2 separate regions of the Canis lupus genome follow, and region 2 is linked to region 1. A link is a contact called in public Hi-C data. All regions are on one chromosome and are shown on one strand. Each heading gives the region's core, a stretch centred on a gene start, on an enhancer-like site or on the middle of the called end of the contact. The rest is flanking DNA. Distances are from core to core; before and after follow the strand shown. Region 1 overlaps SNX29 (sorting nexin-29). Region 2 holds the start of SNX29 (sorting nexin-29).

Region 1 (3,794 bases), core at 264-2,763:
GGGCTCCTACAGCCCTGCAGGTGGGTGTTTCCTGACTCCTCCTTCCCTCCACTCCTGTGCTTTGGCTGGAGAACCAGTTCTCTGTAGGCATGAGGGAGCAAAGAGGCATGGGGCTCAGAGCGGGAGACTGGAAGGGAATAAGGGTTTGGCTTCTCTTCTTGCTGAACCGGAGTGTTTGAGTTGTTCCTAACCAGAGCGGGTGTGTTGGGCCAGAGCAGCTGACAAGTCAAGAAGGAGCCCCGAAGCCTGTTTTTTTTTCCTTACTAGTGATTTTTTGGGAACTTGGTCATGTACAAACTGACCACAAATGGTGACCCTTAATTTTGCCTTTGAGGGAGAAAGTTAGAGAACACTTAGCTCTAAAGTCTCCAGCACCCTTTGCAGCAAAGCACGTGGGGGTCAGAGAGCAGCTTGCTTCAGACCTGCCTGTACAGGGAGAAGATAAGTGATCCTGACTCCTTCCATTTGGTTGAGTGTGCTCTCCTGTGGTTTGTTACTGTTTTCTTGAGCTAAAGCAGGTCCTGGGGGAATGGTGGGAGGGGGAGGAGGGGCCCCTTGTGCAGGGAGCAGCTCAGTGCAGTGCCAGGTGGCCGTCACTGCCCCACAGCACCACTGGGTGAGTAAGGCCCTAGTGCCCCCCTGACCTCCCCACAGGCACCTTCTCACCCTTCCAAGGCCAGCTTTAAGAAATCATAACGGAGGCCCACCAACTGCTCAGGAAGCTGCCTACAGTCTGAACCAGATGATAGACTGTTGTTCCTTGTCACTGGCGGGCACAGAAACCCACCCAAAGTAGCTGGCACGCAGGGGCGGGTGGGACGCCAGCTGGCAGCCGTCTGGGGTGGGGATCAGATGGCCCAGCCCCAGGAGCCGCACCGGCAGGGTGGGTTCCCCTCTGAGCAGCAGGGAACTGGGGCTGCTGAGTGTGTGTGGTGGGTGACTCAGTCCACCAGCGGGTCTCCTCTCTGGAAGGTGCAACCGACGGTGGTAACAGCAGCCAGCCCTTGTCCTGGAGTGAGCCCAGGACCATAAGGTGGCCCATCCGATGAGTACATCCCTCTCCACCACAGCCTGTGAGGAAAGGCTGGTCACTGTTACCCTACCTTTCTCTCAGATTTGTAGTGAAGGCTCCCCATGTGAACGTGGGGCAAGGTGCCAGGCCCCAGCTAAGGCCTCGTGAAAGCCTGCTGTGGCACCGCAGCAGTGGCGTGGCGGGGCACCTGGTGTAGGATGTGTGTGGGCCGGGAGCTGATGGTTGGAATGGAGGGTGCTCCTGTGTCTCCCCCATTCTGTGCCCCACACTTCCCTATGGGGTCTGCCCTTCTCCTCTTTCCTTTGAGAGTCTTTGCCCTCTCTCACTCCCTCCCCTTTTGTCCTCAGCCAGAAGCTTTTAGCTTGCAGAGAGCAGGTGGTCCTGACACCTATCTGGGACCATATGGCGTCCGCCTGATGAGCCAGTGTCCCTCCCACTCACCTTGTCTCCCTCCCTACCAAGGGGGCCTTTGTGTTGGGTTGTAATGGTCGCTGGGCTGTCAGGTGCCCTTGGTGCTCTGTTTTGTTTCAGTGGCTCCTTCCTTTTTTAGCTGGGTTCCTCTCACCCATCTGGGCCTGGGGACTGAGGGCTGAGGGCTGGGGCACTGCTGCCTGCCGTTTGTGTTGGGGTTTAGTCTTAGAGAACTCCCCGCTCTTCCTCCCTCTGGGCTTTCCTGCAGTGTCTCCAGGGAGAGGCTTCTGGCTGGCCTCCAGCATCCTGGTGTGAAGGCATCCCCCTTTCAGCTTTCCCAGGGTCCCACTGCTTACCTTCCAGCCTTCCTGACCCAGAGGCTTCATCTGGTCCCTTTAGTGGACCCCGAGGTCCAGCTTATCGTGATTATCCTCATCAGAAATGCTGTGTATGAGCTGGGCTGCCAACTTTTTAATTTACTCTAGTAACGAAGCTGCCAGGCGTCCTGGAAGCTTGTGACAGCCTCAGGGGCAAAGTCACTGTGGGTAGGAGTTGCATAGGAAGACAAATTATGCTCGGGCTGCAGAAGATACTAGAATCAGAACTGGAGGAATCTGCTACCTGATGGGAATGCCAGGCTGCTTCAAGTCCCTCCTGGCCCGATGCTCATTCCCTTGGGTGGCACTTGGTCCAGAGGTGCTGGGTCTGGCCTGCCTGCCAGAGAGGCCTTTCCTTGGGTGGCTCTGGGTGCACGATGTCAGCATGTCTCTCCCAGCTCCTTTTCTTTTGCTCATTTCTGACCGGTGTCCCTTCAAATTGACATCTTCCTACAAAGGAAAGTTAAATTATTCCTTCTCATTGTGACTGGGAGCTGTTTTGTGTCCTTAATGACAGCTTTGCACACAGAGGACTCTACCCTTAAGAGACCTTCTCATCATCTTTGAAAGTGTTACTGCCTCTAGTGCCTCTAGTGCCCTTGAGGGCATTTAGAGGAAGAGGTGGGGAGGCACATGGTGAAGAAAGATGAATGTTTTCGGTAGCTAAATCTGAGGAGGGAGAGGATGGCAGAGAAGGGGACTCTGAACACAGAAGTATTATCCTCTGATTCTTGGACAAGGAGGCCTTGTGGATTAAGGGGCTGTGCTTTGGAGCTGCATTTCTGGGATTAGAGGCTCAGAGAAGGAAGATACCAGCCAGGGTCCCACAAGGCCCGGAAGGAGGATTAGATACAGTCATTCCTCTGGGCACGTCTATTACCTGCAACTGAGCAAAGCGCGTTTACCAACATCTCTTTGAAGCTGCAAGGGAGAGAGAACCCCCGAAGTTTGTTTCAACTACGAATACTCAATGGAGGTGAACAAAAACCCATTTTTCTACCCACTGCACACGTGGAACATTACTGCTCGCCTCCTCACCGAGGGTCCTGGGTTTAGTGTTGCGTTGTAGTAAATTCAGTCAGTTTCTGAGGGCTTGTTTGTTCATTTCAGACCTTGGGTCCTCGAACTTTCATTTCCCCATTGGGTAGAATATTCAACGTGTTGTCCTACCAGTGGGTCTTTGGGGTTGCTGGTTGAGGTTGAAGAGGCTCTTTTGCAGCGCTGCTCCGATCTGAGACGGTTGGCCTGGGAGCTGGACTCCCAGGGGGTAATGTTACTTTTGGAGAGTCAGGATACTGTGGTGCCCCACCCCCCAAGCCTGTATTGTGTGTGGTCTCCACCCCCACTCATGGGGGTCATGTGCCACTCAGGGCTCATGGTTTTCTTTATGCAACTACTGGGTGGTCCTGCTCTGTGCCAGCACCATGCTAGGCTCCGGGGAGATCCAGAGGTGACCCCTCCCCCCTGCAGTTTTGCATGTAAGGGGGGGACAAGGGACACCAACAGCTCTCTCTGCTACCCCTACCCCTACCCTGGCCATTCTTCTTTTAGCAACCGGAGTGATTTCTTAGAACATAAGTCAGGTTGCATCATTCTCCTCCAAACCCTTTCAGTGTGCACTGAGGATAAAATCCAGAATCCTCACTGTGGCCGCCCTGTACCCCCCAGGCCCCAGCTCGCTGCACAGCCTGATCTCCCATTTCTCCTTAGCTCCATGCCCCTGGGCACACCAGCCTGCTTCCACTTCCAGGTTTTCTCCTCCTGCCTCCTGCACCCTGTGTGCATCCTTGGGGGGGGGGGGGGGCGGGGGGCAGCCCACGTGGTGCTGGCTTATAAAGGGCTCCTCTGCCCACTCTCTAGGCGGGCCAGGCCTCATGTTCACACTGCCATACACCTCTTACGTCCCCAGCACCCTGACCTCAGCTTGTAACCGTGTGTTTGTATAATCACCTGGTAATTCCTCTCCCCCTGCT
Region 2 (3,472 bases), core at 606-3,105, 81 kb before region 1:
CCTTCCTGGGAGTTACTGAGACTGGAGGACCTAAACTAAGCTTTTGGGGGTGGGGAAGTTGGAGGGTGGATATAGGCACGTAGATTCTTGAGGATTACAAATTAACAACTGTAAAGTATAATTTTGAAAATGGCAAAGACAACCCCACCAATCAAACACACAAAAATTTTCATCTCTCCATTCTCTCAGTACCTGCTACATGTGCTATTTCGACACAATTGTTAATCATGGCATACAGAACACTTTGCATGGGACTTTTTTTTTTTTTTTTTTTTTTTACTTAATGCATTATCGTGAGCTTTTCCCCATACTTCCATCTTATAATTCGCATTTTCAACTACTGCAAGAGATTCCTCATGAAGTGGGCTATGATTTGCTTAGTTATTCTTCCACAGTTGGGGTTTGGTACTTTCCACTCTTTCACTGTCATAAATAATGCTGCGTGACAGCCTTCTCCAAAGAGCTCTTGACTTCTCCTGAATCCAAAAGATAAACTGCCAGTGGCCAGAGGTTTTGTGTTGAGACAGTGTAGTAGGAAGACCGTGGAGTTGTAGGTCACACAGAACTTGGCTGGAATTCTGCCTCCACTTACCTGCAGGGCCTAGTCCTCAATTCAGTGTATTCAACGTGGATCAGGATTTATTAGTGGATCATTCAACTGTCTCCATTAGCATAAAAAAAGAAAGAAAAATAGAAGAAAATACATTACCCATGTAATTATTTTGTTAAACATCTCCTTAAATGTATGCATGTGTACACTGGGTTGGAATGTAAAATGTATTTGTTTACTCCAGGTTTTGGGCAAAACCAGTTGGAAAAATGCCCTTTTAACCTATCTGGGTCCCCTCTCCTCCATGTTCAAAACGGGGCAGTAACCTGAGCTTCATGTTATGAACACATGTTGGCCCAGCAGCATCCATCCACCTTCATCTCCAACGCCACCGTACCCCAGGCATACTATTTCTTGTTGGGCAACCGACTGCAGTGGCTTTCTAACCAGGTGCCCCTTCTCCACCCTGCCCCACTACAATTCATTCTTTTTGTTTTCTTTTGGGTGGCTCAGCGGTTGAGTGTCTGCCTTTGGTTCAGGTTGTGATCCCGGGATCCTGGGATCGAGTCCCATATCGGGCTCCCCGCATGGAGCCTGCTTCTCCCTCTGCCTGTGTCTCTGCCTCTCTCTCTCTCTCTGTGTCTCTCATGAATAAATAAATAAATAAATAAATAAATAAATAAAATCTTAAAAACGAATTCAGATCGCGTCACTCCTCTGCTTACATTCTTCCAACGGCTCCCCATTCCCTTACCTACTTAAAGCGGAAAAATCCGAGACCCACAAGGCCCTCCATCCAGCTCTCCGACCTGTCTCTCACCCACCCCCTGGCTCCAGCCAACCCCTCGAGGCGGGACCTTTGCACCCGCTGCTCCTTCCTGGGACACCTGTCCTGTGCATCTTCCACGGCCGCCTCGCAGCCATCGGTCAGGTCTCCGCTCAAAGGTCGGCTCCTGAGGCGCCCCCCCCCGCCCCGCCCCCGGAGATGCCCGGTTCCCACGGCTTGGCCCGTTACCCGATTTCACTTCCCTCCTAGCCCCTCCCGCTCCCCGGGACAGTGCGGGCTCGGTCTCCTCGAGGCGGGTGCGCGGCCTCCCCGGCGGCTCGGTCCAGGCGCGCCCCGCGACGGTCGCAGCGCGGCGGGTCTCCCACCTGCGGGCTCCCCCGACGCCCCCCGGCCGGCCGTGTTTACCTTCCGGGTCGGGGGCGGGCCCGCGGCGGCGGCGGCGCTCCACTTCCGGGGCGGGGCGGGGCCGGCGGGCGGGGCGGCGCGCTGTCTCCCGGCCTGTCTGGAGCCCGGCGTCGGCGGCGGCGGCGGCGGCGGCGGCGGCGCAGGCACCGGGAGCGGCACCATGAGCGGTGAGTGGCGGCTTGGCGGCTGTCACCCGGCCGGGCCGCCCCGGCTCCCGCCGCTGCAGCTGCACGCTCCGGCGCCGAGCCCCGCGTCCCGCCGGCTCGCAGACCCCCCGCCCCGGGCACCTGCGCTGCCCCGGCGTCCCGAGCCCGGGCTCCGGTCCCCGCCTGCGGTCCGCCGCTCGCGGCCAGCGCCGGGGCGCCCGTGCGCAGACCCCGGCCCTGCAGCCCCCCGGCCCGCGCCCTCCGACCTCGGGCTGCCCCGACCCCCAGCCCAGCCCAGCCCAGCCCAGCCCAGCCCCGGGGCCCCTGCCCGCCAGCCATTCCCGTTCCCCGGGCCCCCCTGCCTTCGCCCCGGTGCCCCCGGGGCAGGGTGCCGGCCCCGGACTCTTCGTTTGCGCCCCCCGGGGCCCCGGGCCCCCGCCCCCGGAGGACCGACTTCTCCAGCCCCTTTGTCTTCCTCGCCCCTCCCGTCCCCTCGCGCCCTGTCCCCCGCCGCTTTGCTGGTCAGCCCCCGGCTGTCCCTCTCTGGTCCGGGCTCCTTACCTTTTCGCCTTTTTTTTTTTTTTTTTTCTTTTTCTCTCCATACTCCCGCTCCTTTGCAGTTCTTTGAGGTCTCTCCGCCCTGCCCTGCACCCCTGCCGTCCTTGTCCCCTACTGAACCCATCCGGGTGGCCCCTTCCCCGGTGGCACTTTCCCAGCAGCGCCCCCCCTCCCCGCCCTCCAGCAGCCCCCCAGCAGTCCCCCAGCAGCCCCCCAGCAGCCCCCTCCCCGCCCCCCAGCAGCCCCCCAGCCCCCCCCAGCAGCCCCCCTCCCCGCCCCCCAGCAGCCCCCTCCCCGCCCTCCAGCAGCCCCCCAGCCCCCCCAGCAGCTCCCCTCCCCGCCCCCCAGCAGCCCCCTCCCCGCCCCCCAGCAGCCCCCCAGCAGTCCCCCAGCAGTCCCCCAGCAGCCCCCCAGCAGCCCCCCAGCAGCAGCGCCCCTCCTCCCCGCCCCCCAGCAGCCCCCCAGCAGCCCCCCTCCCCGCCCCCCCAGCCGCCCCCTCCCCACCCCGCCCGCAGGGGAGGGGCGTGGTTACGGTGCGGAGGCCGGGAGCGGGAGGCAGGTGGGTGTGGACAGCTTGTGCTCCGTGTTGCTGAAGTTTAGTCCCTAGACTTGGCCGTGGATTCCCAGCCGTCCTCCGAAGCGATCTATTGGTGTTTTGGTGCTAAGTCATTCCTGGGTGTTTGAGCGTGGAGAGCGGCTCCGGGAAGCCGCGCAGCCCGCCCGGCCCGGGATCTGGGTTTGCTCGGGAGGACCCGCCTCCCCTCAGGCCGCCCGCCGGCCCGGTAACGTGGACCGGCCTCGGGAGTCCCCGCATCCAGCTCCGGCTCCCTTGGCCCTAGCCTTCCACCCCGGCTGTCTGGAGGGGGCGGGGGGGGGGGAGCCAGGGCGAAGGGGCTGTGTCTCTCTGAAGTTTTAACTTTTGAGTTATCTCCATGGATTTTATTTTTTAAGATTTTATTTATTCATTAGAAACAGAGAGAGAGAGGCAGAGACACAGGCAGAGGGAGAAGCAGGCTCCTGCAGGGA

Evidence for each region. A called contact is a pair of places that touch in the nucleus more often than the background predicts.
Region 2: a Hi-C map of skin fibroblasts shows a contact between it and region 1, with 2.7 times the contacts expected there. The contact joins the promoter of SNX29 here to the enhancer-like site in region 1. A contact is called at or near these places in 3 of 9 Hi-C or Micro-C datasets (blood and skin fibroblasts).

Annotation. Positions count from the first base shown.
Region 1 is chr6:31,043,875-31,047,668 of UU_Cfam_GSD_1.0, reverse strand. It overlaps SNX29 (sorting nexin-29), which reads left to right. Exons shown (of 21, transcript XM_038540328.1): 9 at 1-20. Among named protein-coding and RNA genes, the nearest start is that of SNX29, 82 kb to the left of the region's middle. Within about 2 kb of position 1,513, at least 3 of the 20 cell types and tissues checked have an H3K27ac peak or open chromatin away from gene starts, as enhancers often do.
Region 2 is chr6:31,126,008-31,129,479 of UU_Cfam_GSD_1.0, reverse strand. It overlaps SNX29 (sorting nexin-29), which reads left to right and starts at 1,855. Exons shown (of 21, transcript XM_038540328.1): 1 at 1,855-1,909. The coding sequence starts at 1,903.